Linked DNA regions of Danio rerio: region 1 is linked to region 2. Evidence: chromatin contacts called from public HiChIP or PLAC-seq data. All regions are on one chromosome and are shown on one strand. The core of a region is the stretch at or near the end of the contact, and the rest is flanking DNA. Distances in the headings are between cores, read along the strand shown. Region 1 holds the start of mrpl53 (mitochondrial ribosomal protein L53). Region 2 holds the start of zbtb10 (zinc finger and BTB domain containing 10).

Region 1 (5,629 bases), core at 774-3,273, 270 kb before region 2:
GACGAAAAGTTCTCAGAAAAGTAGTGTGCATTCGGTGGACACTTTACTATCCCAAAAGTCAGCACAAGAAAATTTATACATAGGAATGAAGGAACACAACTGATGCGAGTAGATTGTGTGATAATTAAATGGTGAATGTAGTATGTTTTAATTGCACTACTATCCTTTACATTCATACTATATAAAACATACTCTTCCAACAGTTTTAAAGTTTAAATTCAAATGCTGAACCTACACGAGAAGCATGCCATTTCGGATGCAGCAATTATTGTGCAACTTCTTTGGGGGTTTCTGGGTTTCTTCTTTGTGGGTATTTGAAGATTCTACATTAGAGCGCCCCCTGGCCTTCAGTGGAGATTTCATAAAACTGTGCTTTCCTACGAAGATGTGCATGACATTCACTAATTTGCTTAATTGTACAACCCTATTTGAAATGGCCAAATTTCAACTAACTTCCCAAGATCTTTGAGTATAATCGTTATTATAGGGTATATGCAGAGCTAGTGTTTCTTCCCATAATGATAAACTTCCGGTGAACGGTTAATGTGACTTTTTTCCATTTTATCTGGTTCCTTTTACAGCATTAATATTGTAATGTAATTAAAATACAATCAGTTAAATAGGTTTTGGCATTCATTTAGTTGCTCAAGCATAAAATGAGACAAAAAGCAGTTTACTCGCATGCGGCCGTCAGAATCGGCAGGCTAGGGCTGAAGCTCTATTGAATATGCTGGGGTAAAATAAATGCTCATATTATAAAGGCATGGCGGGAGGAAATGCAATTTAATGCAGTGACTCTAGTACAATCTGAGACCCACTTTATATCAGATATCACTCAGCCAGTGGAGATAGCTGATGTTTAAAGAAAACAGACCTTAAACGTGCCGATTTTTGCAATGGCATACAGTTTCCCAAAAGCGCTTAACTTAGGCAACTGACAAATTGAAAAGTCCTTTAGCATACCTCAGCATCTACCTTATTAATCATGATAAATACTTTACATTTCATTAATTTACAATTATTTAATCACTGATAATTTTACATTCATTAATAAATAATAATAGGGGTTTAGACTCTTTGTATAATCCCTTCATCAGTTATTTTGTCATCTTTTATCAGTTATTCAACAACAAAAATAATCAACATGTGGAAGGAAAGTGTACGCATCATGAAAATTGGTATACTGTGCAATTATCAATAATTATAACAAATGTATTAGTGTTAAACTCTTTTGACTGATCACTCTTAGCCTGCTGTAGTTATTTGGATTACTCAGAAAGGGACGCCAGAGGTTTTACAATACAGATAATTCATCCTAAAATGAAATTGTACTCACTATTTACTCACCCTCAAGTGGTTTTAAATCTTTGTTATGAGTTTCTTTACTCTGTCCATCACAAGAATGATATTCTGAAGAAAGCTGAAAAACAATAACTATGTAACCAAAAATAAATACTTTAAATGTCAATGTTTACAAGTTTTCAGCATTCTTCAAAATATCTTCTTTTGTGTTCAAAACAGAAAAATGCAAACAGCGAAGGTAAAGTAAATGGTGACTGTTCATTTTTGGAAGAATTAACGTAACGTTATCCTCTTACTTTATACGAATGCAGTTGAATCATGATGAGCTTCATATTATCAATGCGACATCATAAGCATGTTAGCTTTCCACAAATATATTTGCATATAATTCCGAATTATCGATGTATAGTACCGTTCACTTGACAAGTCAAACGTCGGGTTTGGAGAATAGTTCGGCAGTGGCGAAGGCAACAATATGAAATGTTACGAATAACCTGCACCAGAAGAGCTGATAAAGTCATGCTCAAGAACAAGATTTACTTTACCAGACATAACGTTACTCGTTCAACGTTAACCATAATCACGAGACGTAAATCAACGTATGTGAAGAATTCTTACCGTGCGGAGCGAGCATTATTATCAAAAGGACAAAACTGTACAATGATTTGCTTAACCGTCTTCAATACTACTCCTGCCTTCTTGGACGCCGCCATCTTTCTGTACGTGACCTTTCACCTGCTCGTGACGTAGGCATGCGGCTCGTCTAGAAGATTTTTGTGTAATATATATTCACATAGTAATACATTCAAACTCGTCAAATATATTTAGATTTTATTTATTAGTTTATTACTTTTAATTTATTTTCGTATTTAAAAACATTTTACTTTATTATTTGTACTACGTCATATAAATAAATAAATAAATAATGAATAAATAAATGAATGAATGAATAAATAAAAAAATAGTCAATGCTTTTTTTATTGAATCTTTATGTATTTAAATTGTTTTATTGATATTCAAAAAAACTTCCTATTAATTAAATACCTTATATGAATTACAATAATTTGTAAAGAGATGTGAAAGCATTTTTAAGCATGGACTGTAAATTAAAATAAATAAACAGATACATACATACAATACATAAATAATACAATAACAATTTCTGATACATATTGCACTCAAAACATTATGAGTCTATAATGTTATAAGTAAAGTTATATCATGTATAACATTATATATTATATAAATATAAATAAATACCCAAATATTGCTTAATAAATAAATGAGTAAACAAATCAATAAATTCCAGCATAAATAAACAAAACAGATAAATACATATGTAAGTAAATAAATAAATGTATATTAAAATCCTGAGGAAAAAAAACTAAGCTCAAGAATGAATAAACATTTGAAAGGAGGGAAAATAAACTTTTTAGTTTAGCATTTTCTTATTCCCCCAACATTCCTATAATTTATTTAATTATTTACCTGCCCGTGCTATGAAGTATTTATATACTTATTCCTACTTATAGGAATGTGTGCATTTTTATACGCATAAATTTATTTATTTGCATTTTATTATTTATTATTAATTTATTTATTTATTTATTTATTTATTAGTTCATTTATTTATGAAGGAATTTATAGTTTTATTTACTCATTTATTTGTATATTTGCCTATTTATTTATTTATTATTTTATTTATGCAAAAATTTACAGCTTAATTTACTAATTCATTTAAATATTTGCATATTTATTTATTTATTATTTTAATCAGGCGGGAATTTATGGCTTTATTTACTCATATATTTAAATATTTGCATATTTATTTATTTATTGTTTTATTCACGCAGGAATGTACGGCTTTATTTACTCATTTAGTTATATATTTGCATATTTATTTATTATTTTATTTATGAAAGAATTTACCGCTTAATTTACTAATTTACTTAAATATTTGCATATTTATTTATTTATTGTTTTATTTATTCAATAATTTACAGCTTAATTTACTAATTTATTTAAATATTTGCATATTTATTTATTATTTTATTTATGCAAGAATTTACAGCTTAATTTACTAATTTATTTAAATATTGGCATATTTATTTATTTATTTATTTATTTATTTATTTATTCAAGAATTTACAGCTTAATTTACTAATTTATTTAAATATTTGCATATTTATTTATTTATTATTTTATTCGTGCAGGAATTTACAGCTTTATTTACTCATTTATTTAAATATTTCCATATTTATTTATTTATTTACGCAGGAATTTACAGCTTTATTTACTCATTTAGTTATATTTGCACACTTATTTATTTATTATTTTATTTATGCAGGAATTTACAGCTTAATTTACTCATTTATTTATATATTTGTGCATTTATTTATTTATTTTATTTGAAATATATGGCTTAATTTACTCATTTATTTAAATATTTGCATATTTATTAATACATTTTTTGTTTTATTTATGCAGGAATTTATTAATTTATTTACTAATTTACATGTATTTTTGTATTTATTTATTTGGTTTTTGCAGGTTTTTTTCTCCGTACATATATAGTCAGTTTTTTATTAATATAATATTTTCATATATTTGTTTATACATGTTTGCCCTAATATTTAATATATATTTATAACAATGTTTTATCGTTCATTTATGCAGCTGTGGGGAACTAGTTCAACATTTTTATATTCAAAGACTCAAGTAATGAAATGAGTACTATTAGTTTTATATGGAATGACTATTCAGCATTCACAAATTTGCTTAATTTTGACTGACATGACATAAGCCAATTATAATGTTACAAAACAGCAGAGAGTTGTATAAAAGCAATTGATGCATGTCCAAAAGCATTTGCAATTTGTTGGAAGGAAACTACTATGATGTGCACAAATGACTAATTGTTTTGAGGAATGGATTACATGCTGTCCAAATGTAAATAATGTTGTGAGAAATGCACCAAAGCGACTGAGAGAAACTGTAATAAAAAGCATTTTATTGATGAAACGTGAAACACCTCCAGCAGATGGCGCAAGTGTATAGAGTATAATACATGTACGACACGGTTTACCTTCGACATAATTGTTCTGAGTTAATTTATTTATTTCCAAAAGAGTTCCATAATATTCCACAAATCTGTTTAACAGACTTAAACGTAAATTTTTTAAAATATGTGTTCTTCAGCAGAACATCAAAGGAGATATTAGGCTGAAACTGATCAGTGGAGCAGGGACATACAGTGACATATTGAGGAGCTCAAATACACTGAAATATGATAACTGCTGCTTGTTCAAACTACCTGTTTAAAATGAGCTGAAACAACGCAATTCTTGTAATTTCTTTGGCCAACTTCTTTGTTTTATGTTCAGTCCACTTATATGTGTAAAGCATTAAGTTAACATAAGCGTTTTGTGTTGGGACAACATGAAGGAATTGCGTTAGCCCAACTACCTGGTTAGGGCATTTGTAGTTCCCAGCATGCTTTGCGTGTGATTGAATTAATTATTTATGTTAACAATAAAAAGTAATCTTAGGTGTATAAAGTTAGACCTTTGATTTAGAGTTTAATCTTCACATTAGTTTGACGATTTTGAAGATTTTCATGTGCTTTGAGTTTTGAGATCACCATCTTGCAAAAGCACCCATGCTTTGGCTGTTGGCTGCTTTATTTGCAAAAAAGCAGTTTGTTTACTCGCTCAGTGAGCAATAACTGTCCTAAAATTAATTCTGAGATCAATGTTAATCAATTACTGTATATATTATATGCTTCAAATGGCTCTTTTATTTAATTTAGGATTCCTTCAAATAAAACTACACCTTAGAAATAAAGGTACAAAACCTGTCACTGGGGTGGTACCTTTTGAAAAGGTACACTTTTGTACCAGAGAGGTGGACATTAGTACCTTTAGCGCACACTTGTGTACCTTTAAGGGTTACTTTTGTACCTTTAAGTTACTGTGAGGTACAAATTTGTACTTTTTAGGTATTAATATGTACCTTTAAGGTACTGTTAGGAACAAAAACGTACCTTTTGAAAAGGTACCAGCTCATTGACAGATTTTGTACCTTTATTTCTGAGATTGAGAGTTTAAAATGTAAGACACATAATAGACATACATGATATGAGATGTTTGAGTTTAAGTTAATTAAAAATACAAATGTATTTCAACTTTTATTTGATAAAATCATGTTTGACCAACTCAATTGCATTTAATTGTGCAAAATTTTTTTTTTAGTTGGTGCAAAACAAATCTATTGGATGTAAATCCTGCACTCAATTAAATTGAGTTCATCCAATGAGTTATTTTTTTGA
Region 2 (6,122 bases), core at 1,305-3,804:
TTGCGGCTGCACCCACTGCGTACAAACTTGCTGGATAAATTGGCGGTTCATTCTGCTGTGGCGACCTCTGATTAATAAAGGGACTTAGCCGACAAGAAAGTGAATGAATGAATTTAACACCTTCAAGATATTTCAGTAAGTTTAAGACTTTTTAAGACCCTGCAGACACCCTAAATACAATAAATAGGCTACTCATACATTCTAGAGTTCATCATAAATAATATTAAATAAACAAACAACAAATTACACCGTAAAATGTGACATCTGGAGACATACACTGCAAAAAATGCTTCGTACATTTTACTTTAAAAAAATTGAAGCATCAGCCTTTTGAGTGTTTCAAACTCATTTTATTTTAGTTTGTCCTATTAGACTTTACGTGTTCTCAACTTGCACTTTCAAGTAACAATTTTTAGTTTTGGGTTTCTCAAACCAAAAATGTGCTTATTTTGAGTGCATGTATTTGGACTTGTGGGGGAAACCGAACCACCTGGAGGAAACCTACAAAAACATGGGAAAAACATGCAAACTCCACACAGAAACGCCAACTGATCCAGCCAAGGCTTGAACCAGGGACCTTCTTGCTGTGAGGCAATTGTGCTACCCACTGCGCCACCATTGCTGCTGTATTTTTACCATTATTCAGTAAAAATTGAACAGAGCTTTTAAGTAATGGAAACATAATTTTATTATTTTTCAACCTTTATTAAGTATTGAATCCTTTTTAGTTTTCTACATCAAACAATAAACACAAAAATAGTCAAATGCATTTATTAAGTTGAAAATTCTCTTTTTTTAAGTATTACAGAATTTATACCACAATGTTAAAACATCATTTTAACTTTATTTTTTTTAATACTCTGGCAAAGGCTACAACTTTAACCCCTTTAACAGAAGCTATAAATGACAGAGATAATGATAAAGGGTTACCGGTATTGCTCTTTTTAATGTACACTAAAAATATTTTGTATTCCTTATGAAAAAAAGAAAATTGGACACTCTGGCAATTAGTAATCCAAGCCATTTTTTCCAGATCTTCAGCGAATAACACACAATTACCATCCTAATTTCGACATGATAATGGTAATGATTAGCAGGGCTAACAAAAATGAAGTCCTGCTCCTCCATGAGGGTGAGCTCGGAGTTTTTAATTCACCTACAGTCAAACCGGACACGCCCAGAGGAAGCTGCATGCGCTTATAAATCGTCAATCGTGTTATCATGTTTGTAGTGTAGGAAATGACGCCACCCACTGGGTGACAGGCTTTAATAATCCTACAGAAAGTAGCCTATATTCTAATCTAAACAATCAAGGAAATATTCGTCGTTTTTTTTTTTTTTATCTCAAATGGCCCTTCAAATACACCATATGTGATCTTAAATTTGATGTTGTAAAACTGTAAATAGACATGTCTCAGTTTATTTTTTTAAGTTTTAAAATGAAATATGGCGGTTCGTTCCGCTGTGGCGACCCCTGGTAAATCAGGGATTAAGCCTAAAGATGAGAGTGATTATGGTACGAGTTGGAGATAAAATGAATAGATGAATAAAAAAATCATGACAACAACATAAAACTATTTTGACAGTGACAGTGCCTTTTCTTGCATTTTATATAGCTTCGCTGCGATAATGTATTTTAACTATCTGTATTTGTAATACAATGCAGTATTAAAGTTTCCAGATATTTCAAATTGTGTGATGAAATATGTATTAAAAATCAACCAGTGTCAAAACTTGTATATTTAACCATCCACCTCCATTACCACCTGGAAAATACACCTATGCATGCATTCATCGCGAGAAGCTTTTTACTCCAGCGAGTCAGCAGCGACCCACCTGTCCTGATCATCGGGACTCGCGCGACAAACATGGAGCGCCGGCTGTAATGTCACGCGCCGGGGAGGGCGTGAAAGGGATACAAAGACTTATTGGTTCGAGACGTGTAGCCCTTTAGATGAAAAAGCATGCGGAAAATGGGTGCAGTCATCGACACAAAAGACCCCTGGCTGTTCGGCGTCACCCCCATCTTCCTTTAACACGAGCCCCCCCTCCTCCCTCTGACCGAGATGCATTGTGGGGGAAGTCGTTGCCATTCGACCTCTGCGGGGCCTGCGCGGACGCAGACAGAACCCTGAAATTCATTATGCCTTTAAAACCCCTATTTATTTCCGCATAACCTACATACTCTCACCAGGAGGCCGGAGCGCGGAAAAACGGCTCATTTCATGCGGAATACTTTATTTACGAGAGCCGCGATCGGATTTTTGTTTTGTTGAGGAAGTGAAGATTGTAATTTATTTCTAGAAAAATGTCCGGAGAGCGAAACCGCAGGTCGCTGGCTTTCCGAGGAGGTGGATTAGCCGTCACCGGTCCCAGCGCCGTCGGAGGAGGCAGCAACGGCAACAGCTGTGAGGCCCCGGCCTGTCAAGACCGACATTTGAACGGGAACAGACCGGATCAGGAGGACGATCGGGATTTGGGGGCGAAAGGACCATCGCTGGGGAAAGTCGAGGGCGGGGGGTCTGTCAGCGACAGCACGGAGCCGGAGGCAGAGGAGGACGAGGACCCGGAAGGGGGCACTTGGACAGCGGGGAAACATAATGACAGGGGCGTTTTAAACAGCGTAATGCTGAAAACCGAGGGCTGTAAGAAGGCGACTGGCAACGGTGTGAACCGGGAGGACGGGAGCACGGGAGAGGCGGAAGAAACGGCCGCGAGAAAGCCGCTGCTGGAGATGAGACCTCAGACGCTGCTGCAGAAACACTCGCTCTTCCAAGCCTGCTGGCTGGAGGAGTTTCCCTGGCTCAGATTCAGCCACGAAACAGGACTCATGTCTTGCTCCTGGTGCCATAACATCGCCACCAACAACAGCGACGAGTTGGTAAAAGGCAGTCGGAATTACAAGCGGGCCTTGCTGCTGAGACATCACCTGTCCTCGGAGCACGGCAGGAATGACCCGACCAAACAGGTACGTTCGCAGTCTGGTATAACGGGGACACTCGCACCGCCGACGAAGACGAGTTTAAAAGGGTTGTTCCGTGTTTCGTTAACAAACGTCGACGTTTTTATTCCTATTTTAGAGTGGGAATGTTGTTTTCGAAGAGGTTTAGCGAGCTAACAAGTATGTTAGCTATACTCAAGTCGGAGGTAGCAGGTTAGCATGTGTGAGCTAACTGGATCAGCGCTGTCAATTCGTGAGGGGAGCTTAAAACCCTCGACTGCCTCGTTTAAAGTATAAATATTTATCTTAGATGTCATATGCTCATTTAAAGCCTTACAGAAACCATATTGTTTCCTTTTTTACAAGAATTCGTTGTGTGATTGTGTAGGATTTAATACGAGATATCAATTATTAAACAGACCGCAAGTGAGATTGTGACTCAAAATGTTCTCTCTGTTTCCTGCGTTGCACTGTAATTATCAACCCTGGTTACCAGGGTAACTAACCTGATTGCCACAGAGGTCACACAATGGCAAGGGCTTGACCCTGCTACCTTTGGGGAGCCGCACCCCTTCCCAACCCCCTCGCTGTAAAAAGTGACCTCTGGCACATCTCACCCTCCCCTTTTAGGGCATCTAAATTAGAGGCATTGTGTTAGGTGACTCCCCAAGATCCATAGATAGTGTGTGTCATTTGCTACATTGGACTGGAGTGAATTATGTCGCCTGTAAGGACAGCAATGCCTGATACGTGCAGACCACTGCAATGAGCAGAATGAGATTAGACTCGAAGTCATATCACACCAGAACAATGTTCTATTGGTCATTTGCTCGTATAATGCACTGCAAAAGTGAAATTTGATTCATATTTCTTCTGTCTTCTATACCCGGAGGAGATGTCGTTTAAGATAAATTGTTATTGATCAATATTTGTAATGCTTCAGATTCCATGTGCTCTATCAAGCCACAGAATGACTGATTCAAATACTTAATTCCACCCAGAAGATGCCGTGTTATTGGTTTGCCTGTGAAATCCCTTAAGGATTGCGTGGTATGATAACGTCCAGTCTGTCTAATCAGGGTGACACAAAGTGTTCCACTAACTCAATTTATACCCCTCACTAATTAGGAAGGAAAGGAGGAGGAGATTACCACTGACTCCCTAGCAACACGGGGTTAAGACGCTCCAGCAGATCTGAACCCTGTAACACTTTCCTGTTCGCTCACTTTGAAGTGACCTCTGTCAGTCAACCTTTTCACAGTACTGTTTCTGTTGTATTGAGTTGAATGTGTTATAAATGTGCAAAAATACACACATCGCACAGAAAACTTGGCATATTGTCTGACATCGATTGTGCGTATTAAAGCTCTGTAGATCTATCTATCTATCTATCTATCTATCTATCTATCTATCTATCTATCTATCTATCTATCTATCTATCTATCTATCTATCCCAAGTACTATAGACAAATTAAAAATGTTTGTCTGTTTCTCCTATACTATACTAATTCCATCCATCCATCCATCCATTAATTAGTAAATATCCCAAATACTATAGACAAATTCTATCTATCTATCTATCTATCTATCTATCTATCTATCTATCTATCTATCTATCTATCTATCTATCTATCTATCTATCATTACTAAATATCCCAAATACTATAGACAAATTATAAATGTTTGTCTGTTTCTCCTATACTATGCTAATTCCATCCATCCATCCATCCATCCATCCATCCATCCATCCATCCATCCATCCATCCATTAGTAAATATCCCAAATACTATAGACAAATACTAAAGATGTCTATCTATCTATCTATCTATCTATCTATCTATCTATCTATCTATCTATCTATCTATCTATCTATCTATCTATCTATCTATCTATCTATCTATCTATCTATCTATCTATCTATCTATCCCAAGTACTATAGACAAATTATAAATGTTTGTCTGTTTCTCCTATACTATACTAATTCCATCCATCCATCCATCCATCCATCCATCCATCCATTAGTAAATATCCCAAATACTATAGACAAATTATAAATGTTTGTTTCTCCTATACTACACTAAATCCACCCACCCACCCACCCATCCATCCATCCACCCAACGATCCATCCATCCTCCCACCCATCCTCCCACCCATCCATCCATCCATCCATCCATCCATCCATCCATCCATCCATCCATCCATCCATCCATCCATCCATCCATCCATCATTAGTAAATATCCCAAATACTATAGACAAATTATATCTATCTTATCTATCTATCTATCTATCTATCTATCTATCTATCTATCTATCTATCTATCTATCTATCTATCTATCTATCTATCTATCTATCTATCTATCTATCTATCTATCTATCTATCTATCTATCTATCATTACTAAATATCCCAAGTACTATAGACAAATTATAAATGTTTGTCTGTTTTCCTATACTATACTAATTCCATCCATCCATCCATCCATTAGTAAATATCCCAAATACTATAGACAAATTCTATCTATCTATCTATCTATCTATCTATCTATCTATCTATCTATCTATCTATCTATCTATCTATCTATCTATCTATCTATCTATCTATCTATCTATCTATCTATCTATCTATCTATCTATCTATCTATCTATCTATCTATCATTACTAAATATCCCAAGTACTATAGACAAATTATAAATGTTTGTCTGTTTTCCTATACTATACTAATTCCATCCATCCATCCATCCATTAGTAAATATCCCAAATACTATAGACAAATTCTATCTATCTATCTATCTATCTATCTATCTATCTATCTATCTATCTATCTATCTATCTATCTATCTATCTATCTATCTATCTATCTATCTATCTATCTATCTATCTATCTATCTATCTATCTATCTATCTATCTAGTTATGATTTACTTTTGTCAAAAAGTGTGTGATAGCTGACAGGAAGACCACAATATCTTGGAAGAATAGCATCTGTCTTAAAGTGGGCTGTGCAGAACATTAGGCTGTCTGAGTAGAGAGAGACTTTTCTGGTAGGCCACATCCTCCAATAGCCAATTTCATAATTGTGATCCATTATGTTTTTCAGTGCAGCGACTGTCCGTCATAATGGGCTAAATTTCTTCACTGGTCCATATCAAGCTCCTGTAATTTAATTAGCCCTAAAGCAGG

The links. HiChIP or PLAC-seq counts read pairs in DNA pulled down with a chosen protein or histone mark.
Region 1: an H3K4me3 HiChIP or PLAC-seq map of embryo shows a contact between it and region 2, with 4 times the contacts expected there. The contact joins the promoter of mrpl53 here to the promoter of zbtb10 in region 2. A contact is called at or near these places in 1 of 18 Hi-C or Micro-C datasets (caudal fin) and 1 of 4 datasets of contacts at active chromatin or transcription factors (embryo).

The regions. Positions count from the first base shown.
Region 1 is chr19:34,608,146-34,613,774 of GRCz12tu, reverse strand. It overlaps mrpl53 (mitochondrial ribosomal protein L53), which reads right to left and starts at 2,023. Exons shown (of 3, transcript NM_001004653.1): 1 at 1,921-2,023. The coding sequence starts at 2,015. It also overlaps a transcript of hpca not described here.
Region 2 is chr19:34,342,463-34,348,584 of GRCz12tu, reverse strand. It overlaps zbtb10 (zinc finger and BTB domain containing 10), which reads left to right and starts at 2,554. Exons shown (of 4, transcript NM_001128539.1): 1 at 2,554-2,968. The coding sequence starts at 2,627.